Regions from separate parts of the Mus musculus genome. Here region 2 is linked to region 1. Evidence: chromatin contacts called from public ChIA-PET data. All regions are on one chromosome and are shown on one strand. Each heading gives the region's core, a stretch centred on a gene start, on an enhancer-like site or on the middle of the called end of the contact. The rest is flanking DNA. Distances are from core to core; before and after follow the strand shown.

Region 1 (6,741 bases), core at 1,067-3,566:
GGAAATAAGATTGAATAAGGAAGTGAGATTAAATAAACAAGCAAACAGGAAACCCCCGCGCACACAGGTGGCAAACTCTTGACCAAAGGTCAACTACCCCCATCACCACAGGGAGGGAGGCTGCACTTGCGCAGAAGCCGGTATCCTGATTCTCTCTTCATGGGTAACCAGCTGTGTAAGCTTTAGTAGGCAGATCAGATTCCACACCCTCATATAAAACAACCATTGGTTCAGATGTTAGTTAGAATTTATCTTCTCAGTCCTACTGTTCCTTAGCTCTGAGGGCTTTTCAGGACTAGAAGCAGAAGCCCTGAATAAAGAAATGAGATTATAATCCATTATACTTCTCCATGTTTTGTGCAAGCCTATACACTCATCAACACAAGTCTGGGGCCTGTGAGATGGCTCAGTCGTAAAGGTGCTCACTGTGCAGCCTGGTGACCTGAGCCCAGCCCTCAAACCCATGACGTAAAAAGAGAGAGCCAGTTCCCATAGATGATCCTCTCACCACCAGACACACACCCATGGTTGCACATATACACCCACACACCAAATAAATGGTAAAAAGAAATTAATCCAAATGTGAGATTTAAGCTTTACCAATTTCCCAAGTGTAAATTATTCCCGTGTATCCAGTCTCAAAGGACCATGGTACAGCTGGAGAGGTGGGTCGGTGGTGAAAAGCATTTGCTCTTGTAGAGGACCTGGGTTCAATTCCCAGCACCTACACTGCTGTATCCCACGCTGCCACCGGGGCAGATGCTAGGCTGTAGGGAAGCACCAAGACAGGGCTTCCAGGGGTGGGAAGATGTGGGGAACGGGAGCTGGTTTAGGGGTCTTTGAGCCTGTGATGAAGACTGTGGAGTACTCACACTCTTGGAATTTCCAGGCGTCGCTGGGAGTCTCAGAAGAGCCGAGAATAGAGTCCAGGTTGGGGACAGTGTCTATCCTGGGGCGAAAAAGGACAAAGGGAGGGAGCTCCCGCTTGCCCCAGCAGTGACTGTTCTTAGCTTGGTTGAGGCAGGCTTGGTGGTAGCTGTGGCTGGGAGGACAGAGAGTCTTTCTACAGGAAAAATAAGCTGAGGCTCTGTAGTCAATGGCTTCTCCATGATCCCCACAGCAGACCTTGATGAAAGAGACAGTCCATGGTTCTAAACTGTTTATCGGCTGCACATGATGCAAAATGAAGGCATACCACACCATACACACTTCTCAGAGTGGACCTGAGATTAAATTCGTCTTGCAGAGAGGAATGTCTGGGAAGGGAAGCTTACTGGTTAAGCCCTCTGGGCCTCTAGCTACCTCATTAGCATGGGGAACTCTATTTTGGGCCTATGTGACCATAGGACATGTTTCTTTAATGTGAGAAGCCTGGTATGTGTTCCAACTCAGGAGTCTGGCAGGGAGCTGGGACTCACCTAAGCCTCAGTGTGTGCCCACCTCAGTGTGTGCCCACCTCAGTGTGTGCCCACCCAGTCTCTGGGTCTCAACCTGCTCTACCTTACCACACTTCCTGGCATGGTTTTACATCCTACACTTGTCTGACGTCCTCAGGCACTGCACTCAATTGGTACACATACCCACAGCTAAGACACTTATACACACAAAATAAAATTTAAAAATCTTAAAAAAACAAACAAAAGCCAACACCACCACAGTTCTGAGGTTACGATGTGAAACATGGAGAGTCGGGAAGGGTGGCTGACAGGGAGATCACCCTCCACCCAGTACATGGATTCCCACCGGAGTTCTGTCTAAAAAGTTCCCAGAGAGCTCGCCTGAGACCTGGACTCCTGAAACTGGCTTGTTAATAGTCAAAGCCATTCTCTATGTCTCCTGTAAGCTGCTTGGCGAGTGGAATGGTTAGACGCTCCTCTACCCTCCCCAAAGTCAGCCAAGCCCCTTGTCAGTCCACATAAATGACCCTGATTAAACCCAGCCTCTCTTTTCACTAAGTGGCTTGTGATTCATTCCCCACCACTGCCTACAACACACACACACACACACACACACACACACACACACACGTCTGTGTAATCCTAGACACTACAGAGGATCAGGACCTCAAGTGGTCTAAGGAAGAGGAAACTTAAATCTTTCCTTTTGTTTAGTTTCAAGCAGGTGCGTCCAACCTGAAGCTCCACAAAGCTACGGATGCCACCAAACACAAAACTGTAAAACATTATGAGATTTGTGGTAGGGAGAGGGTAGCCTGGATTTTTGTGGTTAGGTAACTGAATTCTAAGGTCTCCTGCGTGAACTTCGTGCCCCAGTATCCAAAAAGATAAACAACACATGCACTCTCTCTAAACCCACAGGTCATAGGTTGGACGCCCACGTATGGCCCAAGATGATTTTTTTTCAACCAGTGTGGCCCAGAGAAGCCAAAAGGTTGGACATTCCTAGAAAGCAATGTGTTTGCACCCCTGGCTTACATTAATCCTACTGGGGTGCTTCTGTTAGTATGGGAGACTGGAAGGTTAAGGCCACAGAACCTTAGCAGCAAAGCTGGGACTCAGACCAAGCAATCTGACTACAGAGCATTGGCTTCTGAGAATCCCCAGCACTGTGTCCCACAGAGTGTCAACAAGCTCTGAACAGAGCAGGGCCCCTAATGAACCCCTTTATCCACAGGACCAGATAGGAAAAAGGCACAAGAAGTCAAGGAATAGGGTTCTCAATTTATGTTCTTTTTTAAAGATTTATTTTTATTATTTTTAATTATGTGTACATGTGTGCCTCTGTGCAGGTATGTTGCATCCAAGTACAGTTGCCGAGGTGGCCAGAGGCATCAGAGCTCCTCAAGTTGGAGTTATTTATAGGTGGTTGTAAGTCACCTGTTGTAGATGCTAGGAACCCAATTCGGGTCTTCTGCAAGAGCAGTTTCCAATCTTTCTTTGTTGGTTTTTGAGACAAGGTTATGTAGCCATGGCTGTCCTCGTACTCTCTTTGTTAGACCAGGCTGGCCTTGAACTCACAGAGATCCACTTGCCTCTGCCTTCTGAGTGCTGGGACTAAAGGCACATACCACCATGCCCAGCTGCAGCCTGCAATCATAACCTCTAAATCATCTCTTCAGTCATTTCCTCTTTTTTTGAGACAGGGGGTCTCATGTAGCCCAGGCTGGCCTCAAACTCCCTATGTACCTAAGGATGACCTTGAACTCCTAATCCTGCTTCCGGCTTCTAATTGCTGGGATTAGAGATTTGTGCCACCACATTGGGTTTATGCAATGCTGGGAATGAACTGAATACTTTAGGTACGCTAGGCTAGGCAAGCACTTGGCCTACAAGGCAAACACTAGGGCTACCACGTCAACCCCATATAGGAATTTCCAGTGTCAACGTGGCCCAACTCTAAGTCATTTGCTTGATGCCAGCAGCCACAGAGTGGCAGTTCCATTTACGTTGTGGGAATGTTCCATCCCGGGCAAAGGATGTGGTTGGAGAATTTTCAGGGACATCGAGAAATTATGGTTTTCCAGGGGGACTCCTGCCAGGCCTGGGAATATTTTCAGCAGTACATGTTTGCAGAGCAAGAGTGTGGTAAGCACACACACACACACACACACACACACTATAGAGCGCAATTAAATAATGAATTCGTGGAGATGTTTTGCAAACAGCTCTGCAGGGGCACATTAGCGCCCAAGGCCTTCAGCTCATGCACTTGCTTCATTAACTTTATCTGGTACCTGACAAGCACCTGACGTGCGTTCCACCGAGCAGAATCATCCTGCACGGGCGCTGTAGGCAGAAGGCAGCAAAGCCTAGCTAAAGCTTCAACTGGCTTTCTCCAAGGCCAGATGGCCTAGCTCGGTTGCCTGAAGTCATCCACCTGATGATGTCTTTGCCCAAGGAAAGAAGATGAAATTCATTCTTGTATGAATTCCTAAGGATCTTCTAACCAGGAGCTGGCTTGGAAATGCAGAAATCACTGCAAGGGATACTACCCGAAATCCTTCTGACTAAAGGAGGAGGTGTTTGGTACTTACTGCCATACAGAAGGCAACCCTAGGACCACCACCTCATTTTCCAGGATAGAAGAATAGATTCTCCTGAAGTAACTGACTGTTTACCTTGGCCAATATTGCCTCTCTCAAAACCACAGTAGCTTCTTGCTTCATACCACAGGAGTCTTGGTCTCTTGAGAAGACACGAGAGGCTAAAGAGATGCCTTAATGATCAAGAGCATTTGCTGCTCTTGCAGGTTCCCAGCACCTCTAACAGGCTACTCACAACCACCTGTGTGTAACTCAAGCTCCATGGAATCCAATGGCCTCTTCTGACTTCATGTACACACACACACACACACACACACACACACACACACGAAAAAAATGCTGAGAACATGGGCTGTGGATGGGCCTCAGCAGCAGAGTGCTTGTCAACATGTACGAGGCCCAGGTTCAATCCCTAGTCCTGGGGAAACAAATATGCACAAAGCAAAGTGGATGTGTAGGAACTGATACAGAGATGTAAATGGTCTGGTTCCCGAGATCTTACAAGATCTGCTCTTAGGAGTATGTATCAGAGATCGCATAGATTTTGGCAAAGATTTAAGTAGTAAGATGGCCATCAGAGAACTGTTCTAAATTAAAAAAAAAATCTGGCAACAAACTAAACATAAATAAAACAGATAAATTATGTCACCTTTTAAAATCATGTTTGTGAAATTTTTCTATTGCTATGAAAAACTATTCAGGCAGATGGAAAAGAATATAAGGCCATTCGTGTCTGGTCCCAGGAAAAAGGCCAAAGAGACTGGAGAGAGAAGGCTTGATGCTTAAGAGCACACAGTCCTCTTGCAAAGGACTTGAATTCAGTTCCCCAAAACCCATGTTGGTGCCTCACAAATGCCTGTAACTCAAGCTCCGGGGACCTGAATACCCAGAGGGCCCTGTGGACACTTGCTTATATACACATACCCATAGACAGATGCACATGCATACACATAAATACAAATTAAAATACCCCCCCTTTTTAATCTGTGGGACAAATATCTCTGGGAGGGGGGAGACTGAAAGGGAATGTTCAAATGTTACTTGGAGCATGGCCTGAGGCCTCTCCCAGCAGCCTGATAGTGCCTCACAATGTGTGTTTTGTGATGTTTTTGTTAAGAATCTGTCTGGAGGCCTGTGAGAGAGTTCAGTGGGTGAAGGCACTTCTTGGGACCCACATGGTGGAAGAGGAGAACCAACTCCCAAAAGTTGTCCTCTGACCTCTACTCATGCATATCCACATACATATACATACACACACAAATAAATCAAATATAATAATAAATTCTTAACCTGTTATTGTGTCTGCACAGTCTCTTCAGCTATGATTTGTGTGTGTGTGTGTGTGTGTGTGTGTGTGTGTGTGTGTGTGTGTGTGTGTGAGTTCAAGTCAAGTTTTTTCTCTGTATCATGCATGCCCTCCTCTGGATCCCGTGTCTAACTCCTTAGTTATAGTACTAAGTAGTACTAAGCCCCTCTCTACACCACCCCTCCAACTTGTACTCTTCCACCGAATCTCACTATTTTAGGCATCAGAATCTCGTTTCTTCCACCATTTCTCATTATCAGGAGTTTGGAAACTCTTTAACTTAGGCTCCACTATAGCCTCTCCTCCGGGCCCCTCCCCAGCCCTCTTCTTGGCATCCTGTCTGCAGCCCTCGTGCAGCCACATGCAAAGCCTGCTTTCCCACCCGCCTCTAGTTCAGACAGAGCCAGGCCTGGAGCATCGAAGGTGGCCAGTGTGCATTAATTAAGAAGAGGAAGGAATGACCAGACACATGCCTGTAACACTGTCAGCACACACACAGGAAAGGGATCCGAGGGCAGAAGTGGAGAGTGGTCGGCTTGGTTCTCCGTGAGCTCTATCTGGAAATGGTTTTTCTTCTTCTCCTGCATAGCTGGCGGGTCCTGGGCACCTGGGCTAGAACACATTCTCAGGGCTGAATCCAGAATCAATATACACAAGAAGGAACCGGCCCTGGGAGGCCAGTGAGAGTAAATTTTCATAGAAAGACAAGATGCATAGATGAAAAGTACTGAATGCCAGGGCTGAATCTGAGTTCAGTTTCACAACACACCCAGGAGATAAAGTCCAAGGTCTTTGGCATTCATGCTCTACCCTGCCAGCTTCTCTCTGTGTCTTCTGGTCATGAGCTCTCATGCTTCTGAGCTATTCTTTATGCTCTTCCCTCAGCTGGAAGATACCACTCCCCATCCCAAACACGCACAGCCCCAGTCACCCTTCCAGGCCAGACATAGCACTCCAGGACAATCCATTACCACTCACCATGCTCCTCCACAGAGAGCCCCTTCAGGGTTTGTGCTACATACTATGTCTACAGTGAGAATGAACAGAGTGAGCCTGGAAAGGTGGCATGTAGTGGCCCACACTCTCTGCTGTCTGCTGTCTCCCCAGCCCTGGAGACAGACCTAGGTTCAAATCCTGACTTTGCCTCTTCCCAGAATTGTGATCTAGGGTAAGGCTCCCTATCTGCAAACCTCATTCCCAATGGCCTTACCTACATTCTTCAAGCCTTGGAGTCAGGCCTAGTACATTGCTAGATGTTTCCTAGATGGAGGGTCAGGTCCCTTACTTGTGTGGGGTATTCCCAAGTCCCCCCCCCCCCGCTGCCACATGCATACCCCACAGTGAGTATCTTTGAGTTCCTCAAAGATGGAGTTCATGCTGGTTCCCAGTATTGTCCAGTAACCACCAGCTGGAGCTCAGAACCACCTGTGAG
Region 2 (6,741 bases), core at 2,847-5,346, 110 kb before region 1:
GTCAGGTAGAAGGGGGGGGGGAAGAGGAGGAGGGGGAAAGAAGGGAGGGAGGGAGAGAGAGAGGGAGGGAAAGAAGGAAGGAAGGGAGGGAGTGAGGGAGGGAGGGAGGGAGGGAGGAGGAGGAGGGAGGGAAGAAGGCAGGCAGGCAGGCAAGCAGGCTGTCTTTTTCTAGGCATGGAAAAAGCTGAATGGATCTATTGACTATATATATACATTGAGGGTGTCTAAGACATTATAGTCAGGCCCTGAAGGTCCAGGAGTGATTCTTTCTACTAAGGGCACATCACCCTCATGCAACTATCTTCATAGATTATATTGGACAACCCCCCCCCCCCAGCATGTGGACATTTATTTGCTTACATGGCATCGATCAGAATAAGCACGCACACACACACACACAGACACACACACACACACACACACACACACACACACAATCTCCTAATGTTGCACAAAGAGATCTCAGAGGCTCAGCTGGTTTCATCAACTGACTGTGCATCTAAGCAGCTCTCTCCGAGTCAGCGTCTTGGCTGTAGCTCTTACTCTAGCTCAGGAGAAGTTCATTCCGTTGTTCCTGGGATGAGCCCAAAATAAGTCACTGTGATTCACTGTACCTCCTTTATGAACAAGGCACTCACCCCACGTATGGATTTCTAACACTCGTCATGGACTTGTATAGAGGTGTGACTCTTAGTCTACATATGCTGATACACAAGCACCTTTGCTGTCTATAGCTCATCTGAAGCAATGGCTCCAAATGCTTGTTTTCAGGCATCCCTGCGTTCTTTCTCTCTATTCTTCCTGTCCAACCCCAGTTGTACCACAGTTCTAGATCAGGCACAGTACTTGGGTATGAGTTGAAGGGCAAGTACTTAGTCCTCTATAATTTACTCACAAGATGGATACTGAGTGTCTGTCTGTCTGTCTGTCTGTCCTGTTGTCATCTTGACCTATTGACTTGGAAGGCTCAGCATGGCTCCAACCCAAGGCCAGGAACGCCCTTCTGCATGATGGCACACACAGAGCATTTTCTATCTAGGTCTTACCCGCTCCCAGGCTTTCTACAAAGCAAGGGACCATCCCCTCTGCTCTCAATTCCAGAGGCAAGTCTCCCCCCCCCCCCACCACCACCTCTAAGGTTTGGATGCTGTCTTTCCAGTGATGAGGGTGGAAAACCCCTTTGTGTCCCTTCAAAACATTTTAGCCCAGCTCCGTTTTTCCATGTCCTAGGACTCAAGGGTGTGGTACCATCACTAACAGACTCTTACCATCAAGTTCTGGAGGTTAACCAAGAACAATAGGGGCAGCCAGTAATGTCTGTGGAGCTACTGGCAGCTGATGGCTGCTGAAGGAGAGAGGATCAGTTTTCTTTGGGGATCCTCTTGCTCCAGGGGGATGTTTAACATTTGTGCGTTTATGGACAACAATAAATAGACTTAGCTTTTAAGACAGAGCACATGTAGTTAGGAAGTAATGGTGGTTGTGGGGACATTGGAGGGAAAGGAAAGGGGGTATATTTGATTTAAATGCATTACATGTAATACATACATATACATACATTATATGTATATCATTTATGTATAAAATTCAAATGTAAAGAAGAAATTTAGTCCTTTACTGGTCTTGGTCAGTTAGTGGTTCCCTAGCCTGGGACCTTGTGGTTTAGGAAGACAAACTCTATATAGACTGATTTTACTTTATCCTTCCTATGTGGGAGAAAGGACAAGTTAGGGGAAAGTAAGTGAGTATCATAAAATATTATCTCAGGCTGTGCTATCCCCACCTTAGAGATGAGATGATAGATGTGGCTGGTGTTATGTAACATTCTGCACAGATACCAGAGCCAGGAGACAGGCAGGCTCACTGTATTTGCTAAGTTTACCTGCAGAAGGAGGTAGGGGTTGGGAGTGCTTGCTGCAATATCCAGAAGAGAGGATAACAGGGTGATGGAAGAGGGACCCAAGGCCAAATGGTCTTAGGGGTTTGAAGATTTAAATGTTTAATGTGAAAAAAGTGGAAGTGGAGCCTGCTTAACCATGCAAAACAGGAAGGAGACACCCCCAAATCCAGAACCCAGGTCTTCAGGAACCAGGATGGCCCCTGTGTTTCAGAAAGGAAGCTCAGACACAGAGCACACAGGTTTGGGGTTGGGATCAAGACCATTCACAGCTGCCTGCATACATGCTTGTGGGCGTCAAATGCTGGCATCCGTTGTCTTTCTCAATCAGTCTCCATCTTGCGTCTCTCACCGGGACCCACTGCGTTCTAATTATGCAAGGCTGGCTTCCCAACAAGTCCCAGTGATCAGCCTGGCCCTGCCTCCCAGGCACTGGGATTACAAGAACATGCTCGTGCCTGGCTCTTTTAAAATGTGGATTTAGGGGATCAAACTCAGGTCCTCGTGCTTGTACCGCAAGCAGTTTCCTCCCTGTGTTGTCTCCCCAGCTCTCTCAGAGAGCTTTTAAGCCAGCCATTAGCAGACAACAGTTGGCACTTTGTCTGTCTGCTAACTATTTCCACCATCCACTGGAGTGTCTAAGAGCCAACTCAGACGCCCGCCACAGAGCAAAACCTGAATTGCTCCTCATTCCCCCTGCCAGACTTGTTTCACTCATCACTTCCGTGGATGGTAACCCCATTCATCTATTTGCTGAACCCCAAAGCCTCCAGTCATTCTTCACTCCCCTCTCACCTCCTCCCTCCCAGCAATCCAGGGAGTCTAGTAGTCCCACTTCTAAACAACAGCCCAGCCCCCACCCAGGCCCAGGGTTACATCACACCAGCCATCGTCACAGCTCCCTGGCTCACTCTTCAGTCAGCTCTCCTCTTTAGCCTTGCTCACATGCAAAACAACACAGATCAAATTATTTGCTCCTTTGTTCTATATGTCTGAGTCCTTTCTGTACCCCCTTCAGAGGAGTCTCCCTGCTCACGGGCCATCTTTCTGTTCTTGGAACACACCAAACATGTTCCAATCTCAGGACCTTTGCCTTAACTGTCTGAAAGTCTTTCTCCCCGCAGACTGGCCCCTTCACTCCCCTCAAGCCTTGGTTTCAGGTACAACTTCCAAGCAAGATTCACTCTGACCACTCTGTTTAAACCACTGCCTTCTCCATCACCCCTGGTATTTCTTTATTTGTACTTTATTTTTTTATTGCCGGGTGTCATCTAGCACAGGCTGACTTTGAACTCACTGTGGAGTCAGAAATGACCTTGAACTCCTGACACTCCCACCTCCTCCTGAATGCTGGGGCTATAGGCATGTGCCACCAAAGCCACTATACTAGGGATCCAGCCCAGGGTTTCATGCGTGCTAGGCAAGCACTCTACCAACTAAGCTATATTCCCAGCCAAATAGTTCTCAAACATGCATCTCTGCTTTCTACCATATAATCCTTCTCATGCCCACATTGCCCACGGCACGTAAACTCCACAAGGACTGGACTGCTTGCCTACTTTATTCACTTAACTATTCTTTAAAGCCAACAACAGCGCCTGGTACACAGTGGTGTTCAACACACAGCATTTATTTGTTCAGTGTGTCCATACTAAATCAACAACAACAACAAAATTTAAATCACACTAGAGAGCCAAGAACTCTGCAAGAGCTGCACATCACACCCTTTCTTGCCTGCTTTTGCTGAATGACCTTGCTTCACAGCCCTCTACTCTTGGCTGGACATTAATTAACCCAGTGAGTGCATTTATCCTGGGGTATCTCTCAACGGGGCCCTCAGCGAGACTCTGGTCTTTGCTTCTCACCCAGTTCCTTCTTAACCTGACCTCACCAGGCTCCAGCTCCTCTTTCAGCTATAAGACATGCTGCCCCATCACAATTACACCACAGGTGCCAGAAACATGGCTGAACTCAACAGGAAGCAGAGTCCCTGGGGGTGGGGGCTTTCATCTCTCTTTGGGATTGGCATGCGACTAGAAAGACCAGGACCACGACACTACCTCCCATTCAAGTACTATGGGGGGGGGCGGTAAAGCAGGCAATAATACAGAGGTCACCCAGCTGACCTTTGGTCAAATGTCCAAACACAGCACACTGACTCTCAATTGATTGATTCTGAACTATGAGCTTGGCTCAAGAGGAAAGAAGACCTGGCGAGGTGTTTTATTTCCAAAACTTATCGAGATAAAAAGTGCTTCTGTGGGTCAATCTAGATATTGATAGATTTGGACTGGAGAAGGTAAAGAAAGTGTTTAAATTCTAGGTAACGTGTTTTAAGGTTAATAATTAATGGGGGCCTTCCCCAGCTGAGCACCAAGAAGCACTCTGGTCTCTTTAGTTCTAGACATTAGCAAGAAGACCTCAGACCCCAGGTGAGGCCAGAGACATGGGAAATCCCCTCCAAATCTCCATTTTCCTGGTGTTCTGCATCTTTATCCAATCAAGTGCTTGTGGACAAGGCGTGGGAACAGGTAAGTGTTTATCTTTTCTCTAGAAATGGCCGTGAATTTTTTTTTGGTCTTGACTGTGTTGCAGAGATTGACATTGGGATGGGATCTGCTTCAGAGCTCATGAAGTGGTTCTATGAGTGGCTCCCAAGGTACCCAGAGCTGTGTAGCACTTTGTAAAAGGGACCGTATTTTCAAAAAGAGTAGATGAGAGTAGATGACAGGGAAAAAAAAAAGCCCCTGTAACGGGCAGTGTGGCCTCTTACAGGTGTCATATGGACACCATGGGAAAAGTTTTTTTTTCAGCAGACAATGACCTGAAAGACTTGAAAGACAATGACCTGAAAGACTTGGGATCATCCTTAAAGTTCATTTGAATTCTAATTTGTCATCTGGGAGCCATCAAACGCTCTGTCCTATTGGGGTTGTGAAATCGCCTTGCTCTCTCCCAAGAGAAGGGAATCTGAGTCCTGTTTCTAGTCCTGCCTAAAGCAGAGATGTCATTCGCATGTTTCCTAGTCTTTACATTTTTCTGGCAAAGCTTTTCTCCTGAGCTGAAGGAGCCGCCGCCATCAGTCTTTTTAGTCCATGGCTTTATAAACTACAGTGATGGCCAAGGATAGACTTCCATGCCCTGCCAGGCAGATGGGGTCCAGGTTCCTGGCTGAATGGCGTGTTAGATCAGTAAATGGTAGGATTGACTGGACAACTTGACCAAATTAGACAGGGGTTTGGAACCTTGCTTCTGTGCCCATTGTCATGAAGATCTGCTGGCCTAGAATGTTTAAAATTTTGATGGATGGATGGATGGATGGATGGATGGATGGATGGATGGATGGATGGGTGGATGGATGGATGGATGGATGGATTTGGAGACAGGGTCTGTGTAACCCAGGCTAGGGTCGACATTGAGATCCTCTTGAGCACTGAGGAGCACTGAGGTCACAGACTTGAGCATCTATATCCACCGGAGACTTAAACTTTTCTTTCCTCAAGGATGAACTAGAAAGATGGTTCAATGGTTAAGTGTGATTGCTGTTCTTCCAAGACTTTTAACATGAAAGGATGCTGAAATTTGTCAAATGCTTTTTCAGCATCTAATGAAATGATCATGAGGTTTTTTTCTTTGAGTTTGTTTATATAGTGGACTACATTGATGGATTACCGTATATTGAACCATCCCTGCATCCCTGGGATGAAGCCTACTTGATCGTGGTGAATGATCATTTTGATGTGTTCTTGGATTTGGTTGGCAAGAATTTTATTGAGTATTTTTGCATCAATGTTCATAAAGATTGGTCTGAAGTTCTCTTTCTTCGTTTGGTCTTTGTGTCCCAAGCAAGGTGTAAAAAAATCAAGGACCAACCCTGAGGCCATCCCCTGACCACCACACATGTGCAGCACATGCTCTCCCACACCCATGCACATGTTACTTACGTAGTCTTGGAGCTCAGAAACAACGGATGTGTGCTCCCCATGGGAGTGAGCGTGTAGTGGCTCAGAATCCTTCTTCCTCTCTCAGACACATTTCATGTCTCCAGCCCTCCTGGTACTTAATACCCATTCCCACATTTAAACAGGAAGCTAAAAATAAACATGATGGAAGCAAGTGTAAAACTGAAAGTTCAGGGTTCACATTACTTCAATTCTGTTTTCCAATGTGATACCCGTCCACTAAGATTTTTTTGCTTGTGTTTAAAAATTTATGAATAAGACAGATTGTGAACTGTAAAGCTTAAGAATTTGCTTGGCAAGTAAAAATTTGAGTTCACACCAGAGTAATTTTATTGTATTTGACTATCTTAAAGTTGGAAGTTAGTCTTTAAAAAAAAAAAACAAAAAAAAACCAAAAAAAAAAACCAAAAAACACTGTCCTTTAAATCTGTCCATTGCTTTAAAACTGAAGAATGAGTTGAGAAAACAATTACTACTTTTTCATTAACATTACTGAAAATATTTTTATATTATGGGCAGAAGGGAATGGGAATGATCCACATATGTGTCAAATCCAATGTATGAGGCAGCCCGCTGAGTGTAATGAAGGCGATCAGTTATGGGTGCGCATGTTTCTCCACCACAGCATGGCGTGCCATGAGTCCCACTGGAGAAAAGTGATCATGAAAGAGCTCGTGCCCAGCTGCCTGTGCAGACCGAGCCTGGGGAGGGGTGGGGGTGCGTTTGTGTGGGGTCTTGCAAGCTGGCATCAGAGAATAAGAAAGCAAGGCCTTCCTTGGGCAGAAGCACAGCTTCAGAGATGATAATGTGCTTGTGTCTTCCAAGCCTGAAGAGCCTTCTGAGAGTAAATTATCTAGGGAGGAGGAAGAAGAGACAGAGATG

The links. ChIA-PET counts read pairs in DNA pulled down with a chosen protein or histone mark.
Region 2: a contact with region 1 is called in an H3K27ac ChIA-PET map of liver, with 5 times the contacts expected there. The contact joins the promoter of Lipc here to the enhancer-like site in region 1. A contact is called at or near these places in 1 of 39 promoter capture datasets (macrophages), 3 of 15 datasets of contacts at CTCF or cohesin (the G1E-ER4 cell line, large pre-B cells and pro-B cells), 14 of 484 Hi-C or Micro-C datasets (the G1E-ER4 cell line, bone marrow, erythroblasts and 4 more), 12 of 115 datasets of contacts at active chromatin or transcription factors (the HPC-7 cell line, cardiomyocytes, differentiating embryonic stem cells and 8 more) and 3 of 9 other capture datasets (adipose tissue, liver and macrophages).

The regions. Positions count from the first base shown.
Region 1 is chr9:70,823,651-70,830,391 of GRCm38.p6, reverse strand. All of the region lies in intron 1 of Lipc (lipase, hepatic), which reads left to right. Among named protein-coding and RNA genes, the nearest start is that of Gm32017, 87 kb to the left of the region's middle. Within about 2 kb of position 2,316, at least 8 of the 459 cell types and tissues checked have an H3K27ac peak or open chromatin away from gene starts, as enhancers often do. A contact at or near this core is called in hepatocytes and liver, where this site is marked.
Region 2 is chr9:70,932,163-70,938,903 of GRCm38.p6, reverse strand. It overlaps Lipc (lipase, hepatic), which reads left to right and starts at 4,096. Exons shown (of 9, transcript NM_008280.2): 1 at 4,096-4,428. The coding sequence starts at 4,344. The region is part of intron 2 of Gm32017 (a long non-coding RNA gene); the gene reads right to left.